2 separate regions of the Anas platyrhynchos genome follow, and region 2 is linked to region 1. The links are chromatin contacts, called in public Hi-C maps. All regions are on one chromosome and are shown on one strand. The core of a region is the stretch at or near the end of the contact, and the rest is flanking DNA. Distances in the headings are between cores, read along the strand shown.

Region 1 (4,913 bases), core at 708-3,207:
CTTTCTTAAAAAGACTTAAAAAGTTTCAGGGAGTGAAGACAAGGACCCAGCAGACTGATAACCTTCAATTTAGCCTGGAGGCTGTGCTGTGACTTGGTCTTCTTTGCACTGGAGGACAAAACCACATTACAGTTTGCTTGTATTGTGAACCTAAACTTGTATCTGGTTTGTCTACAGGCACGTGTATCAATGTTTTAAGGTGAGAACCCACCTGGACAGGTTAGTACAGACTTACAGCCCAGGCTACAGAAGAAGGTTACCAAACAGGTTTATACCACAGCCCTCACAAAACTTCTTTGTTAGTCAGTTATCCTAGTCATCCCACAAGCACAGGCTGCGCTTTGCTGGGTTGTAGGACCGCTGTTCACCAAGTAACTCTTCACAGAGGGCAGGTGGAAGAAGGCAGAGAGGGGAGCTACCATCACAGTGTCTAGAGTTCCACCGGGGTGCCAGTGCAGCTGGAAATTCTGGCAGAACAGCATCTGCAGCTCTGAGAGCTATTTCCACAACAGCTCCATGTCAGTAAAGGTGAAGTCGCTACACAGATGCTAGCACTGGTTCTGCAGTAATTTCTTAGTGTAAGAAGAAGACCCAATGGACAAGTCATCATAGACAAAGCCTTAATTCTTAGTTTGGAAGTCATGCATCTTAAATTATCACAGTCTTAAATCAACTTTAACTTGTTACTTTTTAACTTGCTTAATTACAACTACAGCCTTACAGAAGCAATTTTGCCACCAAAAACTGTTCTTATGTGCAACAGTAGCTTCCTTTTCTTTGAGATATCTGGTGGTTCCTTTAAGCATAGCTCCCTGTCAACTAGATTTCACAGATCAAACTGTGACAAGTTAACCTGTTTCATTCTTGTTTAAAGTCATTACTCTCATAACCCCACCTCACAATCATGATTTAAATACTAGGATCCACTAATACTAGCATTTACTTCAAATAAGGAAAATGATTTTTAGAAGTTCTACTTGGCGTGACCTGGTCTTCTCTTAAATTCTGAGCTGATGAATGGATGAATAAAGGTCATGGCATAAATCTAAAGTAAACTGCAGGCTATGCACATAGAAACTGTGAGAAACAAGCATATTCTACACTAAAAAACAGGAACTTCAAAGTAAGACAGAAGAGTTCCTTGGTTCCTTTTTTGGGGCAATAGACCCTAGCTTGTTAGGGACTGAAGAATGCTATAGTGCTTGTAAGACTATTAGCATATATTCAGAGCTCCTTAAAACTGGCACAGCTTGCCACAAGTTAGCTTGTCCATACTCTCCTAGATCTGTATTGGTTGAACATGACTAAAATGCATAACAAGTGTAAATTAATAACCGCTTTAGTAGAAAGCACTCTTGTCGATACAAACTGCACTGCTGTTGAGCTCCTACGTACCTTGGGCAGAACCAATGGGTATGTCGTCACTGACAGATACCTACGTAAAATTAAAAAGAAATGGAACAATAACTTGTCTTCAACAGCTGAAGCCTTTGTTACTTGCATATAGGTGTTGGTGTGAATCCTATTGCATATTTGTGTGAATACTAAAGACATAGGTATAGGAATGGGAACAACGTTAGCACCTTCGTCCTTATGCTATGTTTTTACCACCACCCTTCAAAAGGGCCCGGGCCCCACGGGCTGGTTAGGACCGATTTAAGCCTTTCCCTGATTTACGAATCCCCTGAAAGGCCTCCACGCCCCGCACAACGCCCGCTGCCCGGTTAAGTTTCCCCCCGGCGGGCTTGGCGCTGCAGCCGGGCGGCTCCCCCGTGCCCCCCGCCCCGCTCCCTCCTCCCGGCACCCGCCGCTCCCCTACCTGCGGCGGCGGCGGCAGGAAGCGGGCCGGGGCCGTCCCGGGGCTGCCGGCGTGCCGGGGAGCGCAGTTCCGCGGGCGGGCCCGCGGCCGGGAGGAGGGAGCGGGGCGGTGCTGCTGCGGGGCGGCGCTGCGCTGCGCTGCGCTGCGGGGCCGGCCGGGGAGCGGCAGCAGCGGGCTGCGGCTGAGCCTGTCCTGCGCCGGGCCGCCCGCTGGGGTGGGTAAGCGGGGTGTGGCTGCACGTGGAGGCACCAAACAGCCCTGAAAAAAATAAAATTGGACTTGTTAGTGACAGTTGGTCGTTGTGTAGTCTGTCTATGGCTTGTGTAGGCTGAGCTGAGAAAATAAGGAAGCAGAGAGGCAGGTGCATTTAATACTGATTCCAAAGGCAATGGTTGTCTATCGTAGAGCACTGCTGCTCACAGAAATTTGCTGTTTTAAAATCGCTTTGTTGTTGTGGCTCCTAGTTAACTCAAGTGTCATATGTCCTTTTCGTAGTTCAGACACTGGTTAAAGTAAAACTGAAGGGATTTTTATAGCTCATGGTAAGGGAAACTGCTGAATTGCATTGCATGCAAGGAAAACAGCAAAGATAGCTTTCCCACATGAGAAAGATATTTCAAAACAAGCTAGACACCAATCCCCGCCTGTACTCCTTCCTCAAGCACAGCCCAAGACAGATTGCATGGACAGCAGGACTATTCCTGTGAGAAAACCGCTGTGTAATCTGAATTTCAGACTGCGGGCGGAAATGAGGCAGCAGAGACTACCACCATCCATCATCACCCTGAAATTCGGCTACATGCATGCAAGCTGAGTCAGACCAAAACTTCTACTTTGTGTAATGCAGAAAACTCACTGTCATCGTCTGCACCTGAGCCACCCTTAGAATGCAAGAACCTTGCTGTTTCTGGGTATTTGAAGATTTTGGTCAGGGAGTCAGGAAGTCCAGCCACCTGCTGCACAAGTCTGAAACACAGTGCAAACACCACATGCTGGCACTATAAAGTGAATAAAACTAAAACACACAGAAGCAGAGATGTAATTTTTCCAGCATGCGAGAAGCTACTCTTACTCTTCCAATGTCACTCCAGTCTTCAAGAAGGGCAAGAAGGAGGATCCAGGAAACTACAGGCCACTCAGTCTCACCTCTGTCCCTGGAAAGGTATTGGAACAGCTTGTTCTGGATGCCATCTCCAAGCAATTGGAAGAGAAGAAGGTTACGAGGAGTAGTCAGCATGGATTCACCAAGGGGAAGTTGTGCTCGACCAACCTCATTGCCTTCTATGATGGCATCACCAGCTGGGTAGATGGGGGGAGAGCGGTGGATGTCATCTACCTTGACTTTAGCAAGGCTTTGATACTGTCTCCCATGACATCTTGCTAGCAAAGCTGAGAAAGTGTGGGACAGAGGAGTGGACAGTAAGGTGGGTTGAGAACTGGCTGACTGGCCGAGCTCAGAGGGTGGTGATCGGTGGTGCAGAGTCTGGCTGGAGATCTGTGACTAGCGGTGTTCCCCAGGGGTCGGTGCTGGGTCTGGTCTTGTTCAACATCCTCATTGATGACCTTGACGAGGGAATAGTGTCCACCCTCAGCAAGTACGCTTATAGTAGAAAGCTGGGAGGAGTGGCTGACACACCAGAAGGCCGTGCTGCCATTCAGCGAGACCTGGACTGGCTGGAGAGATGGGCAGGAAAAAACCAATAGGTTGGCCATGAGCCAGCACTGTGCCCTCGTGGCCAAGAGGGCCAATGGGATCCTGGCGTGCATTAAAAGGAGCGTGGCCAGCAGGTCAAGGGAGGTGATCCTCCCCCTCTACTCTGCCCTGGTCAGGCTTCACCTGGAGTACTGTGTCCAGTTCTGGGCTCCCCGGTACAAGAAAGACAGGGATCTCTTGGAAAGAGTCCAGCAGAGGGCCACAAAGATGATACGGGGCCTGGAGCATCTTCCCTGTGAGGAAAGGCTGAGAGACCTGGGTCTGTTCAGCCTGGAGAAGAGAAGACTGAGAGGGGATCTCATCAATGTGTATAAATACCTGAGGGGTGGGAGACAGAAGGACTTGGCCAACCTCTTCTCAGTGGTTTGTGGGGACAGGACAAGGGGCAATGGCCACAAGATGGAGCACAGGAAGTTCCTCACCAATATGTGAAGGAACTTCTTCATGGTGAGGGTGACGGAGCACTGGAACAGGCTGCCCAGGGAGGTTGTGGAGTCTCTCTGGAGATATTCAAGGCCTGTCTGGATGCCTACCTGGGCAGCCTGCTCTAAGGAACCTGCTTTGGCAGGGGGATTGGACCTGATGATCTCTTGAGGTCCCTTCCAACCCCTTCAATTCTGTGATTCTGTGATACTCTTGCAAGCCTGCCTACTGTGTCCTGTGCTATGAAAGACTTGGATGATTATAATCATAGAAGATATATGGCTTGCATTCTTGGTCATTAATTAGTCATTGAGTTCTGCTGGGAAAAATGTTTTATTGCAAGAAATGATTTGCCAGCAAGCAAGCCTGAGAGAAGTCTAGTGATTCTCCTGCTCCCTCATAAAAAATGCTGCCAAAAGCTGACTTTACAAGTGTATTCCATAACTGCCCTGCAGTATTTATCTCGGGGCTTTCTGTTCTGGTGACATGTGACCTTTTGGGCAAAGCATGTCTTTTGCTTCATGTCTGGGAAGCGTCTAGGAAAATGGGAACTTAAATTCATTTAGTACCTCTTGATACGTCTGTAAGACAAAGAGAATACTAAATATAGCTATTAAGAAGAATTCTGTCAAGCACTATGTTGAATCACCTATTGATTTAGCTTTAAGGCATACTTTGCAACTGTAGTTGGAAGGTAACTATAATATGCACAAGTTCATAAATTGAGGCATTACAGAACTTTAGTACATGAATAAAGATTTTTTTTTTTTCCATCATTGCAATCATAGTTATCATCTGGCTAACAAAATTACTGCTTTTTTGTTGGTGGTGATTTTTTTTTTTTTAATTATTATTATTATTAGATATTTATATTTCTCCATATGTCTTTCTAGAAAAAAAAAAGTAATAGCACATCAGGATATATTAAACACCATAAACTCTGTTAAATGTTTTTTT
Region 2 (4,727 bases), core at 1,941-4,440, 220 kb after region 1:
GTATGTAAGTGCTCACTTCCTATTGCATTGTATTTCAAAATCTAAATTAAGTCATTGCAGGTTAGCTTAGTGTACATGGTGTGGACAACTATAGATTTAGCCCTGCTAAAAGTCACTATTTTTTACAACTGAAAGATGGATGACAGGATAATTTATGTTAACTGGGGAGAAGAAATATTTATGTACATAATTTACTTCCCTCTTTCATGCAAACACACCCTATTGCACCTCATCTCCCCTCCCCACCCACCCAGTAGCCAAACTCCTGTGATTTTCCAGGGTTTATCATCAGGACACGATACTAGACAGCTATGTGATTTCAACAAAAAGATGCTGCCTGGTTTCACCAAAAGACAACGAATCCCAAACACGGACTGAAATGCACCACTGTGATCTCACTTTGCTGTGATTTTTACCACTGGAAAAAAAAAAAAAAACAACCCTTTGCATCCAGTGGATGCAGTTAGCATCCCCTTCTCCCAGCTCCCTGATGTCTCAGGTAATGGGATGTGCCTCTCTGGATATACGGGGATAACCTATGTCAGCAGTGGCAGGCATCTCCTGGTCTTAGCATGATAGCGGATGAGTGCAAATCTTGGAAATTGTAACTCTTTCTCTAATATTACAGATTTCCTGGTTGCTTAACAAAATAATAACCTGTGTGTGTGCCTGCCTATGAGTGTAGCAGTCCAAGGATTTGTCTGGCTCCTCTGTTTACACGGCAAACATCAGAAGCCAAGTACAGCACAGCACACATTTGAATGGCACCTAACAAGTACTGAGAGGGGAGCAGGGTCTGATAATGTCTTTCTGAAGCCCCATGTTGCTACTGCTATCACTATTCATAGTAACATAAGCTATTAATGAGTGATGCCACAGGAAGTGTTGCAAAGAGGCAGTGTGATTTTCAAGCCTGGAACCTTGTTTTTTTGACCTGTAGCTGAGAGGAGTTTTCTGGTGGGTGGGTTGGAGAATGGGATTGTAGGGGAGGATTTATTGGGCTGACAGATACTGATTTGGTGTGCTTGATAGCTAGTCAGAATTATACCTTTTTATAAATTGCTCCAATGAGCAGCGTGCTCCTTCTCCTTAAAAAATACTCTTCCTGCTTAAATTGGTAATGTGTCATATGTCAAGGACTAACATGCTATTTAGCTAAAATTCACCGTGCACTCCACATCTCGAATAGAGCTCTCTTTGTGCGATAACTAGTGGTTTCAGTGTTCCCTTGCTGTGCGCTGCCTGCTCCTGCAGGCGCTCCCTGTCCTCCTCCCACGCAGTGAGTGGGGAGTACAGGCACTGAAGTCTGAGCCTCTGATGAGCCAGCAGCTCCTGCAGCGGTGGTGGAGAGGGACAGTGGGTGTACCTGGAGGGGGGTATTGCTGGGGAGGTGCTGTGAGCAGAGTGTGGCCCTGGGGATGGAGGACAGAGCTGGGTGGACACAGGGATGGGGTCGGTGTGCACAGAGTCCTGGCAGGAGGAGGGGAACAGAGTAGAAGTCCTGGGACGTACTGACAGATGTTACCTCACAGCTCTCTCTTTTCTATCCGGATAAGTGTTTTGGATCAGTGGTCTCCTGCACTGCTCTCTGCTCCCTTATCCATCCGGAGACCTCACTGCTCCTTCCCCAGCCCTGGTTTTGCTCCAGCCTCACAGCCCGCACCACTTCCATCAGCTCTGTGCCCATCAGCCACCCCACAGCACAGAGCAAGGTGTCCCCTCACCCTCCCCAAGCTCCAAGCACAGCCGTGTTGGGGTGCAGCATAAAGTGCCTGCAGAAGGAGAGCTCAAGGGCTGCTAGGTGCTGCCAAATCTCAGTCAGCCCCGCACCTCTGTCCTTTCAAGGAAAATGTCCCAAACATGACTTCCACATGTTCCGTGAGTACCTGTCTGTGTTTCCGTGGCATGCATACGTGCCTCAGCCTGTTTGGTGTGGGGCCAGCATGGCTACATCAGCTTTGACTCTTTCCAGGCATGCACTGGAAACTGGAGCCACTGCATACAAATGATTTTGCAAGCTGACTTAGTGAGAAATTTGTTGCAACAGAGATAATCAAACAGTGACTGCTTCCTGCTCTGAGAATGTGAAAGGAATACCACTCTACAGAGGGAAATACCAGCTACAAGAGAGAAAAGCCTGTACAGGCAAACAAATACATGAAATTCAACCATTTAACTTTAAAACAGATGATAAAGTGACATTAGTATTTCCATAGCAACCTTACTATGTAGAAAATCTTCACTTTGGTTCTTTAAACTATATCTTAAATTCATAGTTATGGCAATACTTACCGATACAGCTAACATTTACTGAAGCAAAGTCAATCACTCATCACCACCTAGTCCTCTCAGTGTATACAAATAAGTAGATTAAGAAAACCAGCTTTTCTTTATTTTTTACTCCATTTTAAATTGCTTTGATTGCTAATGTGGCAATTGTTTTATAAATATATATATCCATAAAAGCACCAATATACAATATAAGCAGTAAATACATGCACTCGTCTCTCAGTGTTAGGCATATGAGCAATCAAATGCTGTAGCTTTCCTGCTGAAATATTTATCTTTAAAAATAACTCTAGCTTTAGGCTGAAATATCCATGCCTGAAACTGATGGAAGGGATTCCCTCCTGTGTAACAAAAATAGATCTCCATGAGACCTGATCTTTCCCCAAAATTCTCGCCATTCATTCTGCCAAGTAACATTAGTACATCTGCCTGGGAGGACTACAGATTTTTGAAATTAGGAGCAGTGACTTACCTTTGTGCTGATCAAACACGGATGAGGAACTGAAATCCATTGTGATCTATCTCATCATTTACAACCAGACCAGGCAAAAAGCATCTCTGGGGTTTCCAGGGAGGAATTCCACATATTAGAGCAAACAATTCAGTGGTAGCTGTCACCCATCTTCTTGTCAGAGAATTAAACTTGCTTTATGTTTGCATGTTGTTGTCAAAGCAAGGACATGATCATTAGCCTGATGGGAGCGGAATATTCTGTTTGCTATGGATGCTCTTAAAATGACATCCCTAGAAGCTCAGCCGAGCTTCTGAAAAACGTCTTCAGTGAGCAAAGCTGCCTGTGAGCATCTCTGAGAGATGCTGCAGCTCTCCCAGCCTCAGCAGCAGAGTGCTGCCCGTAAACAAGCCTTCAGAGGGTGAATGGGACTGTGCTGGCACACGGAGCATGTGCAGAGCTGCGGTGCAGCCTGGGTGCTGCTGGCCTCGCTGTGCTGGTCCAGCGGCATGTGCTGCGCTCACCGACTGCCCTGATAGGGCCACTGCCTGGGCCACTGTGTCTGAGGGTGGCTATTCACATCACGTTTTCAGAGGTTACCTATTTCTTGATTTAACCACTCTATGCAGAACTTAAAAAATCAAGCCATTGTCATCTTAGTGTTTTAATGCCTAATTAATGGACAAGATGCAATGAAAGGACCGAGTAAGTAACTGAGGAGCACATCATTGTTGCTGAAGTAGGTAGTGATACTTCAACAGTGCAGTACAACAAATATAGGAGTTCAAAGGATGCTCCAAACCCTCCGTGTCTACAAAACCAACAGCAGATTTGTGTCTTCAAGCTATTATTTTGGTTGGGCCTGTGCTTCCCTGAGTTGGGAACTCAGCCTGTGTAGTGTAAAGAGGAGGTGATCCTGATGAGCTTTGCTACTTTGAGCAGAGGATGTATTTAGCCTTATAAAGCAGGGAGGTGAGTATAACAAATATTCAATCTGTCTTACATTTCACATGCGAAACTCTAAGTTGTAGCTGTGACATGTCCTCCCTTCTCTAGTCACAGTTTTATCTGGCCAGGTTGAGGTTGTGTGCATGGCAGAAATAACAATAAGTAACAATAAACAGGCTGATTTGGTACATACTTAGAGCAGAGGATCACCAGGTCTTTTCCTGAAATGCTGCCAGTGGGCTGCTGGTTTGGAGGGATAAAGGCAAGCTTTCCTAACACTGCTGCATTGGAAAAGAGTTGCCACTACTGCTGAGGAAGGCGAGCTAACATACAAAAACGATGGAAGGCAAGGCATGTTTGGTCCAAGAGTTCACAGAGGGTCTACACTAAAACTGTCCACATTTGGTCAGCCCTAGACATTGTTCACCCTAGTGAATATATTCTGCTGCATTGACTGACTCCTGTGGCTACAACAGATCCTAGAGACATAACTTACATGTAGGCACAGTAGGAGTTGTATCCGCAGCTGATTCACATCCCGGACATCTGTGTCTGAACCTAAATCCAAACTATTTTTTTGGAAAAGATTGTATGGTCCAGGAAGCAGTACAGCCTTGACAGCTTGAAACTGCTGAAATTCCCCAAAATGTGACAGTGTGATCTGCTCAAGGGTCCTGACCATGGAGAGCTGTGTGGTGGGACTGTGGGGCAAGAAGCTGGCTCCATTTTTCTCTTCTGCTGACTTGTTCACGCTTGGATCATCTGTGGCTTTGTTACAGTGAGGAGGGATCCACCATGTGGCAGCTGCTGGTTGTGCACAGATGTGAACAGGGCATGTCTGGGGTTACGTGGCAAGGTTTTGTTGGTAGCAGGGGGCTGCAGGGGTGGCGTTTGTGAGCAGAGCCCAGCAGCAGCCCCATGTCCTAGCAGAAGGTGTTTTAAGTTTGCTTTTAGTTCTTACTGTTCCAGTCTGCTGGTGTTGCTTAATATATGACATTAATCTCCCTATGCTGAGCCTGTTTTGCCTGTCATGATACTT

What was found. A called contact is a pair of places that touch in the nucleus more often than the background predicts.
Region 2: a contact with region 1 is called in a Hi-C map of subcutaneous adipose tissue, with 2.9 times the contacts expected there. The contact joins the promoter of ANKRD55 here to the promoter of SLC38A9 in region 1. A contact is called at or near these places in 2 of 8 Hi-C or Micro-C datasets (liver and subcutaneous adipose tissue).

Annotation. Positions count from the first base shown.
Region 1 is chrZ:18,949,627-18,954,539 of IASCAAS_PekinDuck_T2T, forward strand. It overlaps SLC38A9 (solute carrier family 38 member 9), which reads right to left and starts at 1,958. Exons shown (of 15, transcript XM_038170803.2): 1 at 1,820-1,958. DDX4 (DEAD-box helicase 4) reads left to right here and starts at 1,919. Exons shown (of 18, transcript XM_072031069.1): 1 at 1,919-2,033.
Region 2 is chrZ:19,169,211-19,173,937 of IASCAAS_PekinDuck_T2T, forward strand. ANKRD55 (ankyrin repeat domain 55) reads right to left here and starts at 3,191. Exons shown (of 11, transcript XM_027446766.3): 1 at 2,762-3,191. The coding sequence starts at 2,801.